Regions from separate parts of the Mus musculus genome. Here region 1 is linked to region 2. A link is a contact called in public Hi-C data. All regions are on one chromosome and are shown on one strand. The core of a region is the stretch at or near the end of the contact, and the rest is flanking DNA. Distances in the headings are between cores, read along the strand shown.

Evidence for each region. A called contact is a pair of places that touch in the nucleus more often than the background predicts.
Region 1: a contact with region 2 is called in a Hi-C map of the N1E-115 cell line, with 7 times the contacts expected there. The contact joins two enhancer-like sites. A contact is called at or near these places in 2 of 484 Hi-C or Micro-C datasets (the N1E-115 cell line and embryonic stem cells).

Annotation. Positions count from the first base shown.
Region 1 is chr10:18,712,463-18,717,996 of GRCm38.p6, forward strand. The region is part of intron 2 of Arfgef3 (ARFGEF family member 3); the gene reads right to left. Among named protein-coding and RNA genes, the nearest start is that of Gm32926, 28 kb to the right of the region's middle. Within about 2 kb of position 3,094, at least 1 of the 459 cell types and tissues checked has an H3K27ac peak or open chromatin away from gene starts, as enhancers often do. A contact at or near this core is called in the N1E-115 cell line, where this site is marked.
Region 2 is chr10:18,388,237-18,393,887 of GRCm38.p6, forward strand. It overlaps a transcript of Nhsl1 not described here. Among named protein-coding and RNA genes, the nearest start is that of Nhsl1, 17 kb to the right of the region's middle. Within about 2 kb of position 3,970, at least 13 of the 459 cell types and tissues checked have an H3K27ac peak or open chromatin away from gene starts, as enhancers often do. A contact at or near this core is called in the N1E-115 cell line, where this site is marked.

The DNA.
Region 1 (5,534 bases), core at 1,844-4,343, 320 kb after region 2:
ATAGATCCTGGGGGAAAAAATGCAAGCATCTTTACAGATGTGGTGACATTTATTTGGCCTTTAAATGGAGGGGACAAAATGAGCCTTGGTCAGCCACAGAAAGAATAAAAGCAGTCAGGGTCACATTCAAGCTCTTATCTGTCCAAGTCCTTATTTTCTTCCTCTAAAATATGTAATTAAGGGCGAGAAAGATGAGTTAGTAAAGCACTGTGCAAGCTTGAGGAGCCTGATTCAGGGCTCCAATATTCATGAAAAAGTGGGGTCCAGTGGCACACATCTGCATCTCTAGTGCTTGATACAAGAAGGCACAGACAGGATGACCCTCGATCACTGGCCACTTAGCCTAGTCAGGCTGACAACCTTCCTGCTCTCAAACAAGAAGATGGAGAGTCAGCAAGGAAGACATCACCATGTTGACCTGTGGCCTCCATATAGGCACTCTTTCACATTTTTCTCTCTTCTTGTTTCTAATACACACACACACACACACACACACACACACACACACACACACACCAGTACACATACATACCCATTCAAACTCTCAGCATACACAAAATAAAATCATGTAATGGTAGAAACCATGCAGGAGGAGCTGCAATGAGCAAGTGAGCTTTTTGGGGGACAACCCTCTCGACTGGGCAATTTTCCTGTAGATCAATACGAAGATGAACTTCCAAAAATTAATATTGTTTAGATGGATTAATTATTTGATAGAACTCCTGATTTAATTTAAATAGTTTTAGGAAGTTAGGGTAATTGATAAAAAGTTAAAGGAGATGGTTTAAGTTATAATAAAGTTAGAATTAAGAATAAAATAGGGAGGAACACTCCTTCATTGCTGGTGGGATTGCAAGCTTGTACAATCACTCTGGAAATCAGTCTGGTGGTTCCTCAGAAAATTGGACATAGTTCTACCGGAAGATCTAGCAATACCTCTCCTGGTATATACCCAGAAGAAGTTCCAAGTGGTAATAAAGATATATGCTCCACTATGTTCATAGCAGCCTTACTTATAATGCCAGAAGCTGGAAAGAACCCAGATGTCCCTCAACAGAGGAATGGATACAGAAAATGTGGTACATTTACACAATGGAGTACTACTCAGCTATTAAAAACAATGAATTTATAAAATTCTTGGGCAAATGGATGTATCTAGAGGATATCATCCTGGGTGAGGTAACCCAATCACAAAAGAAGTCACTTGATATACACTCACTGATAAGTGGACATTAGCCCAGAAACTTAGAATACCCAAGATAAAATTTGCAAAACACAATAAAATCAAGAAGAAGGAAGACCAATGTGTGGATACTTCATTCTTCCTTAGAATAGGGAAATACCCATGGAAGGAGTTACAGAGACAAAGTTTGGAGCTAAGACGAAAGGATGGACCATCCAGAGACTACCTCACCCGGGGATCCATCCCATAATCAGCCACCAAACACAGATACTATTGCATATGCTAGCAAGATTTTGCTGAAAGGACCCTGATATAACTGTCTCTTGTGAGGCTGTGCCAGTGCCTGGCAAACACAGAAGTGGATGCTCACAGTCATCTATTGGATGGAACACAGGGCCCCCGGTGGAGGAGCCAGAGAAAGTACTCAAGGAGCTGAAGGGGTCTGCAACCCTATAGGTGGAACAACAATATGAACTAACCAGTACCCCCAGAGCTCCTGTCTCTAGCTGCATATGTAGCAGAAGATAGCCTAGTCGGCCATCAGTGGAAAGAGAGGTCTTGCAAACTTTATATGCCCCAGTACAGGGGAACGACAGGGCCAAGAAGTAGGAGTGGGTGGGTAGGGGAGCAGGGCGGGGGTGGGGGGGAAGGTATAGGGGACTTTCGGGATAGCATTTGAAATGTAAATGAAGAAAATATCTAATAAAAATTTGAAAAAATGAAAGAATAATTTTTGATTCCCAGGAGAAAAAAAAAAAAAGAATAAACTGGGGCCCATCCCTTGTAGTGAGGGCTGAATAAGTTAGACAGTGACCTTTCATGCCTTTCAAGCATGTAATTGTACTTGGAAGAGAAAAATAAGCTTGGAACAAGTAAATGATAAAAGAAAGCATTCATTCTAGGTTGGGTCTGAGTTCCTGGATCTTGTGATCTAGGGATGTGGCAAAGGTTTCAGTGTGCACCAAGAAAAGGTGTGAACGAAAATAAATAATGCTACTGTGAATACAAGAAAAGGGAATATAGATGATTAGCCAGTTTAGCTGAGAAAGACTTCAAAAATAAGACATAAGATAGCTGATGATCTGTTTCTTGGTATATACAAAATATCATCAGCTAAGCATAGAAAAAACTTGCTAATATCCACTTATCAGTGAGTGCATATCACATGTGTTCTTTTGTGATTGGGTTACCTCACTCAGCATGACATCCTCCGGATGCATCCATTTGCCTAAGAATTTCATGAATTAATTGTTTTTAATTGCTGAGTAGTACTCCATTGTGTAAATAGACTACATTTTCTGTATCCATTCCTCTGTTGAGGGACATCTGGGTTCTTTCCAGCTTCTGGCTATTATTAATAAGGCTGCTATGAACATAGTGGAGCATGTGTCCTTATTACCAGTTGGAACATCTTCTGGGTATATGCCCAGGAGAGGAATTGCTTAGAATATGCTATTAGTACCAGTCAGTTCCCCAGTCATTGACTCCACACTCAGATTTCCTCAGTTTACCTGTGGTGTCAAAGCTAGCCTTTGGTAATATAACTAATATTACTAATATTACTTGCCTAGAGAAGTGTTGTAACAGTGAAACAGTGTACTTACTAGTCATATTCTTAACTGACTTCCCAAGGCCATCCTTATATATGTTCACAATACTCCTTCCATCCTCTGCTTCAGCCTTTCAATTTTCCACTATTTGATCTACCCTGTCCCTCATGAGGTCTCATGGATACAGATACAAACACCTCAGTACTCAAACGCCACAAATAGCTGCTCATGTACAGCTCTTGCACCCAGGAACACAAACACCTATCGTACTACATGCCCTCTGAAAGACACAAATCAGAAACTCAAAGGTGATTTCTGGAAGAGGCATACATAGTCTGAGCAGGGAATTCTGAGGCCTCAGGTATTGAGAATGTAAAAGGAAGGTTTGGGGGGACATTTGGTTGGATCAGAAGAAAGCAAGAATGGAGTCACTGTCATGTAACCTCAGGGCAGGTCCCATGACACGCAGATATTAGAGTAATAACAACTAGCACAATGAACACACCCTATAAATGGTCATCATGTAAAAGCATCTACTCTACTATATGGGCCCATGTTGAATGTATGTTATAGTCAATGATTGCCTAAAGAAACAGAGGGAGGAAACGGGACCCACAGATGGCATAATGGGGCAGCGTGGAGCTCCTGCAGCACAATTTGGAGGAACACATGGGAAGTATAGGATCGACATCACTGCAAACTGAGTTCAAGGATTTTTGGGGGAGGCATCTAAGGGTTGATAATGTGGAACTCAGGGTAACTTTAGAATTATCTATCTAGAAGCAGTAGCTGAAGTTTTAGATGAAATGTCTATGGGGAAGAACAAGGTATAGGATGAAAGGATGGGGTTCTGAGAAAATGTCTCCAAAAAGTGAGTGAAAAAACCAAAAAACAAAAAACCAGGGTATCAATAAGGAAGTCAAAAGGAATCTGTGATAACCAAGAAGAAACCAGAAAGCTGTTCTTCTAACCCATGTCCACTTAGTGCCAGTACTCCAGTCATTGAGTGCCCACTTGGTACAGACAGTGGGGTTGGTATACCTACCTCTTAATTATACTACTTACAGAACTAGGCAGATTGATAGGCAATTATTTCTGTTATCAATGAGACAACAGTCTTGAGGCAAGATAATAACATAACCTAGCAACCTAACTAGGTACCGTAAAACATGGGGCCCTGACAGAAGCATGAGTACTGTCAAAAGTTAGAAAAACAGTAATACCTGGGTCCCTGCTTTAAATAACATAGCTATGCATCAGAGGCAGTCTCTTAGTATCAAGCAATTCAATCCTCACCAGATCTTAAACGCGTTCTCACGACCGGCCAGGAAGAACACAACAAACCAGAATCTTCTGCGGCAAAACTTTATTGCTTACATCTTCAGGAGCCAGGAGCGCAAGCCCCCAAGCCCAAAAACGAAAGCCCCCAAAAACGAAAGCGAAACCCCCTCCCTATTTAGGAGAGTTATCCTTCGCCTAGGACGCATCACTCCCTGATTGGCTGCAGCCCATGGCCGAGTAAAGGCAGAGTACATGTAGTGGAAAATTACTCTTGGCACATGCGCAGATTATTTGTTTACCACTTAGAACACAGGATGTCAGCGCCATCTTGTGACGGCGAATGTGGGGGCGGCTCCCAACAACCAGAGCTTGGACAATGAACACTATCAGGTCAATATCATAGATAAAGACATAGATCATGTATCCATGGGCAAAGCTAGTAAGTGGAAAAGTACAGATCAGAATGTAAGGACCATATAGCAAAAGGGTCTTCACCATTTGCATAGCAACATATTCTCAACGGAATACATGATAACCTGGGAAACAAAGGCATCTACAATACAAACACTGGTGCTTCTAGGAGTTAACCAATATAATGTACACACACACACACACACACACACACACACACACACACACACACATTCTCTTAAATTATTCTATCCTATCCGCAGAGCAGCCTCCTACGACAGCCAATGCACAAAGATAGGATCAATCTAGATATAATAGCACACTCCCATGTAAGATGAACAGGCCCATGAAGCCAGAAAATACAATAGTCTATATCTGTCACTCTTTCATTGACTTTTATCTACAACTATGAAAGTTCCAGCATGGAGTCATTAAATTTAGCCTCAGATATAAAAGTTAAGTGTCAGGATAGTTTGAACATGTGGAAAGGCCAAGAATACTACCACCTCAAGCTGTAGTCCTAAAGTCAAGAGGATCTCAACTGTTCGAGGCTAGCAACCATTCATCAAACACAGGCTTAGCACTTTAAAACTGTCCTCGCAAATGTCTTCCCTCATCTATCTTCAGAGTGCTGCTCTCCTGAATGTTTCTGCTTATACTCATTGCATTCCTAGGGACCCTCCTAGAAGGGCTACTGCCTCCTCAACTCCAGGGTATGCATAGGATACCGAGGCTTGTTATACAGGAAAAGAATCAAATGACTATTGAGGAAACTCATTCATCCTCTTTGGCTTGTAATCAAGAAGCAATGAATGTCCTAGTGAAATCTGCTGCCAAGCAAGTAAATGGCCTTATTAATACCCCAGTGTCATGCTACACTAAAAGCTATATTATGATTTGGGTGTGAAGTGTACCCCCAGAGTTTTATGTATTAGAAACTTGGTCCCCTAGTGAATGGTAATGTTCTGGAGGTTTTGGAAACTCTGGGAGGTGGGGCCTCCTAGAGGAAGTAGACATTGGGCCTGGGCTTTGCTTTCTTCGGTCAGCCAGGAGTTGTGGGGAGACTGTCATCTGCCACAGGCTTTCCTGACCTTAAGCACATAGGGCAG
Region 2 (5,651 bases), core at 2,720-5,219:
CAGATGGTTGTGAGCCACCATCTTACTGGGAATTGAACTCAGGACCTCTGGAAAAGCAGTCAGTGCTCTCAACCTCAGAGCCATCTCTCCAGCCTCACTTTCTATTTTTCTAATCAGGGTACCTCCCCCTCCCCCTCAACAGTCCCTCAGCCCTGCCCTGTCTTTGTACAGGACCACTTTTACTCTATTTGTATGTATAGCCATGTCTTGTGAAAATTAAAACATCCTTACAAGAGAAACTTCTTTTTATAATCTAGTCCAGTACATTCTACTTTGTTGAAATTGGTTCTTAAAATTTTTAATATTTTTAAATTTTTAACTATTCCCATCTTTTTGTGACAACCTAGTAGGCTTTTTTGTTTGTTTGTTTGTTTGTTTGTTTGTTTTTTGACAAAAATGTGCACATATAATGATTTAAATAATTGTTTAGCAAGCACAGATAAGATTTACAAGCCTGTGAGCAATCTCTGCCCTGTGTCCCACGATAAAGTTGGTGTGGCACATGGGCAACTTTTTACTTTGTGAAGTTAGGACTTTCTAAGTTTACTTCCCAAGGCTCAAGAAATGTTGAATTGGTGGGTAGGTGCACAAGGACTTAGCTCTAGTGTAAGTAGCCACCTAGTGGCAGCTGTCTGCATCTGACCAGGGTCCTGTGTTGAGTGAAGTCCTCTGATTTCTCCTCTGAGAAAGGCCATCTGTGACTTACAGGGCTTGCCTGGCAGCTTGGGGACGCGTCCCAACCCCTCCATATAGTCTTTCCTTTGTTGATGGGTGGGCTCCATTGCTGTACTTCCCTAACAATTACTGTCTATTGTCTTCATCTTCCGCGGAGAGGTGCTTTCAGCTCTGGCTGCCGCTCCTTAGGATTCCAAGCACTTGGCATTGGGCCCACACATCTGTAGAGTTACAAGCTCCTGAGGTAACTATGCATGGCCGTGGTTTACAAATACCAACACAGACTAGCACCCTAGGATCAAAGCATTCAAGGAAAATGTGCCAGTGTCCCACCTTGCTCCTCAGAAGAGGTAAGAAAGGACTTTTCCCCCCTCAGGGCCAGGGAGATTGAGAAGTCCGGGGAGCTGGCATCCGAGTTGGCCACGGAAAGTGAAGCTGTCAGGGTTTTGGCTCTGTTTAGCTCCATCCTCCCAAACACTTTGATGGTCTCCCAGCCAGCTCTGAAATAGCTGTGAATAGGAATCTGATTGTTGCGTGCCATGAAAGACCAAACAAACTGGCAATTTAGAGAAGTCTTTGTGTCACCCCTCCCTTGCAGCACCCACTTTCTCCACCCCCCCCCCAATAATTAATGTGATCAAATAACCCCCCTCATGTTTAGAAGCCCGAGATCAGCATATCAAAGGGTGGGAAGGGCCTGGCAATCCTTACCAAACTCGCTCTGAGGGAAACAAAACTTATTTGCATAGGAAGAGACTTCTCTCTCTTTGCCTACAGCTGAGGAGTTTCCCCATAACTCCCTGTTTTGGGAGAAAATTGGCCAATTCCCTTTTTGATTCAGTCATTTCCTGAAGGTAATTCCCGAGAGTTGAAGCTCTGGGTCCAAATCCCCTCCGAGGTGGGAATGAATTGACAAGTGGAAGCCCCGGCAGTTTACTAATTCATAACTCTACCCCCTCCTTCTTCGTGTTGCTAAACACTATAATCTGTGACCTGAAAGGAAGAACACTACCAGCAAGTAAATATTGAAAAGGCCCTATGAAGTATAATGTGTGTGAATTGTGCCTGGGGAGCCCGTCTGCTGGGATGAAGTTCTCATCTGCTAATGAAAGTGAGGCGGTGGTTTTACAGGAGGTTGAAAGGAAATACTTTTAAAGTGCTAAGGGCTGGAGTTTAGTGTGTGAGTATTCCGTGTGACTGAGCGCGCACTGTTGTGAATGAATGAACTCTGTGCCACCGAGGACCACTGGGAACCCTGAGAGGAAGTGGAAGCATGACTCACGGATGTGCTTGAACTGTGTATCAAGGTGTGTGTGTGTGTGTGTGTGTGTGTGCGCGCGCACGCGTGCTAACTTCAGAGCCAGATCTGAAGCCTGGTAGGAAGAAAGACCTTGGATCATAGCAAGGAGAGGGCTCCTGGCTTACAGCGCTAGGCTACTACCCACATCTGAGGACAGCGGCCCAGTCTCTTCTGTGCAGTCTCGGGCGTGCATCGCCTGTCCGGAGGATTCACATCACCCTCAAGACTCAGCCAGGCTGGATGTCACTCACGGTGGCTTTGTTCTAAAGGCCTCCAGATGAGATTTATCTAGGCATCTGGTAAGTGAAACTTTTAAGTTTTACAATTTGAACCAAGCTGCTTAAATGGAGCGAGGGATTTGGCTAGAGAAGCCCATGGAGAAGACAACACGCAGTGCGCATCCATTGGTAGCGAAAGTGGGGGCCACTGGGGACCTTTGGCCTCTGTCTCTCGCAGCATGAGTGCCGGGGCTTCCAGAGAAAGGCTCATGATTGTCTGGAGGCAAAAGCTTTTCTCCAAAACTCGTGGAAAGGAAACAGCTCCTTGCTCTCTTGCTTTATACGCTGTAGTGTATTTAGAAAATGTTCAGAGCAGCCTACTAAAACATCCGTGTTATCTGCCTGCCTGCCCCGCCCCATGTTTAGCGCTGCCTATGTGTTTCTACAGTGCTGATATTAAGGAGTTCCTTGGGTGCTACAGTTACCATTCAGTTATTTCTTTCTCTCAGGATAGATTGACAGGCCTATTTCTAAGTTACCTATGTCATTTTTTAAAAGGTGGTCATCTGGTTGAGTTTTGAGACAGTGTCTTATGTGTCACGGGCTGCAGCAAGCCCGTCAAGTAGTCACTGGTAGGCTCTGATCTGTGTCTGCCTGCAGAGTGTTGGGATCACAGGCATGTACCACCATGCCCAGTTTTTGGTCCTGTTTACGGGGTACTGGGGACTGAACCCAGGGACTTGTGCATGCTGCACAGAATTCTACCAACCATGTTATGTCCTTAGCTTACTTTGTTTTATGTTTTAACAGAGGGTTTTACTGTTTTCTTTCTTTAAAAATTTTTTTTTCTTGATTTTTCGAGACAAGGTTTCTCTGTGTAGCCCTGGATGTCCTGAAACTCACTCTGTAGACCAGGCTGGCCTCGAACTCAGAAATCCGCCTGCCTCTGCCTCTCAAGGGCTGGGATCAAAGGCGTGCGTCACCACTGCCTGGCTTTACTGTTTTCTTAAAGGTTATATACTAATTTGTTTTAATTTCTCATGATAATAATCATGCCTCCAAATGCTATCTGGATATAAGACTAAATGTTTAAATATTACTTCTTGGTTTCAGGGTCACGGTCAGTTAAATGGTATCTGAAGGCTTCCGTGCTTCGGTCTCTTTATCCATTCACCTTGAGCCATTAACAGGGTGGTATTAACTACCAGTGCCTTTACTCCTTGGAGATCCGGTACTAATAGCCTGTTACCTGTCCTTTGGTTGATTGTGGTCTACAAATTCTCAAAAAGATGCATCTAAAAATGACAGTGATTTTTCTGGATATGGATCGCCTCTTGAGTTTTGGTGTAGTCATGGCTGTCCCACAAGGTGGCACTATTGCCGTGCTTCAGTGAATCTTTATGTGGAAATCAAGGTCTAGCTCCGCCTGGTTTAAATATCTGTGGTGTCTGCCATTCTGTGTTGTCTCAGTATATTTCTAAAAGGCGAAAGGAAAATGCTAAAACCTTCCTTCTCACATTATCCAATGAATTTTTATTATGAATTCACAGAGTTAAGTTTTGCTCATCATTGGAATCAGGAAAAGGGCTGATGCTGGAATCTCAAAAACCAGGCAAAGTCAGGAACTTCTCTGTGCTTGCTTTCTGAGAACTGGGAGAGTAGTCACTTGGGGGGACCGGAAGTTATGCTTTTAGGAGACAATAGGAGAGACTAGCCTCCATCATGGAGTGGGATTTGTAATATGGGTGTTGGCAGTGAAAGGTTCGACAGGGTCAGGGCTGAGGGGTGAACTGCATTATGAGAGCCAGCAGAGGAGAGCAAAAGCGGAGAGGGTAGAGTGGGCCCAGTACTCTCCTCAGGGGAGGAGGGAGAATCAAGTCAAGACTCCCACTTCTGTTGCAGGGAGCTATGGCTGCCCTCCAGTCGCCAGCACAGCTAGCTCTATCCTTTTCCTTGCAAGGTAACTAACTGGAAACTTAGAGAGCAGACTGAACACCCACTGCTCGGAGAAGGAAGTGGTGGCAGAGACTGTGGTGATGACAGACAGATGTCCACCGATGACAGCTGGGCAGGAGAGCTGAGGTTGGGGGGGATGGGGCACTGTGAGCAGGGGGATCAGAGAGAAATGACCGTGGAAATGGGACTGCGGCTGCAAAGTGAACAAATCCCTTGGTATAGTAGGTGGCAGGGCCGAAGGAGAGGGAAGTGGGGATAGCAAGGGTTTATTATTATTATTGTAAGTGTGTCAGTGGAGAAATTACCCACAGGTCATTTGGCTAAACCTGAGGCCTCTTGTGTATGTCATATTGTGGTTTCAATATGCTGGGCTCAGAGAATGGGAATTGGAGGAAGTGATATTGTAGGGGTGGGCTTTGAGACCCCCCTACTAGCTGCTCATGAGACAATCTTCTCCTGTTTGCTTTTGGGACAAGATGTGAAACTCCATGCACCGCGGCTGCCTGGGTGCTGCCCTGTTTCTGCCACAATGACAATGGACTGAATCTCTGAACCTGTAAGCCAGCCCTAATTAAATGCTGTTCTTTATAAGAGTCCCCTTGGTCATGATGTCTCTTCACAGCAATGGAAACCCTAGCTAAGACAGAGGGGTTGGTTTGTCCCTGCTGAACTACAGACTTGCTCCTTACTCTGAGTATGTCCTAGAAGGCAAACGCAGGCCTTATCCATCTTCTGACTACATATAGATTGCTAGATGGTCTACAGATAATGCATGAGCCAACTGTCTCCATGTGTATCGGATACAGCCTCTCGGGTGGCTCTCAGGTCCTTCTGTAGCAGTTCTGAGCGTCTAGGGTGGAGTCCAGGGGTTTGTAATTTAGTACTGGAAGACGTCACTTGGGACCAGGCTCATTTGGACTCTTTAAATGAAGCAATGCCTGGAACACTGCTCTTTGTTTTGCATGTGTGTGTGTGTGTGTGTGTGTGTGTGTGTGTGTGTGTGTGTCTGTGTCTGTGTGTGTCTGTGTGTCTGTGTGTCTGTGTGTGTCTGTGTGTGTCTGTGTCTCAGGAGCTGTTCACCTTGTGATTCCTCCCCGCCTCCTCACCCGCCGGCAGGGCATGGTGTCTACAGAGGCCAGAAGAGGGCATTAGAATCCCTGGAACTGGAGTTCCTGACTGTCGTGAGCCACCCTGTGGGTGTGGGGAATCAAACCAGGGTCCTCTGGATCAACAGTTTGTGCTCTTGACCACTGAGCCATCTTTTAGCTTCCGTTCTGTCCTTTATCCCTCGTCCATACTGTGCCCACAGTGCCGTAGAGCACTGCTGGGTTTTATCTCTCATGCTGCTGACATGGTGGATGGGTACTCACTCAACTTCTGTTTTGTGACGCAGACACAGGTTTGAAGTTGAAGCCAGGTTCCTCAGCCAGGCAGCGTTTGAATCTGCATACTCCTTCCTAGTGAATCCCACCATTTTCTTTTACTGGTGGTGGCTCTATTGC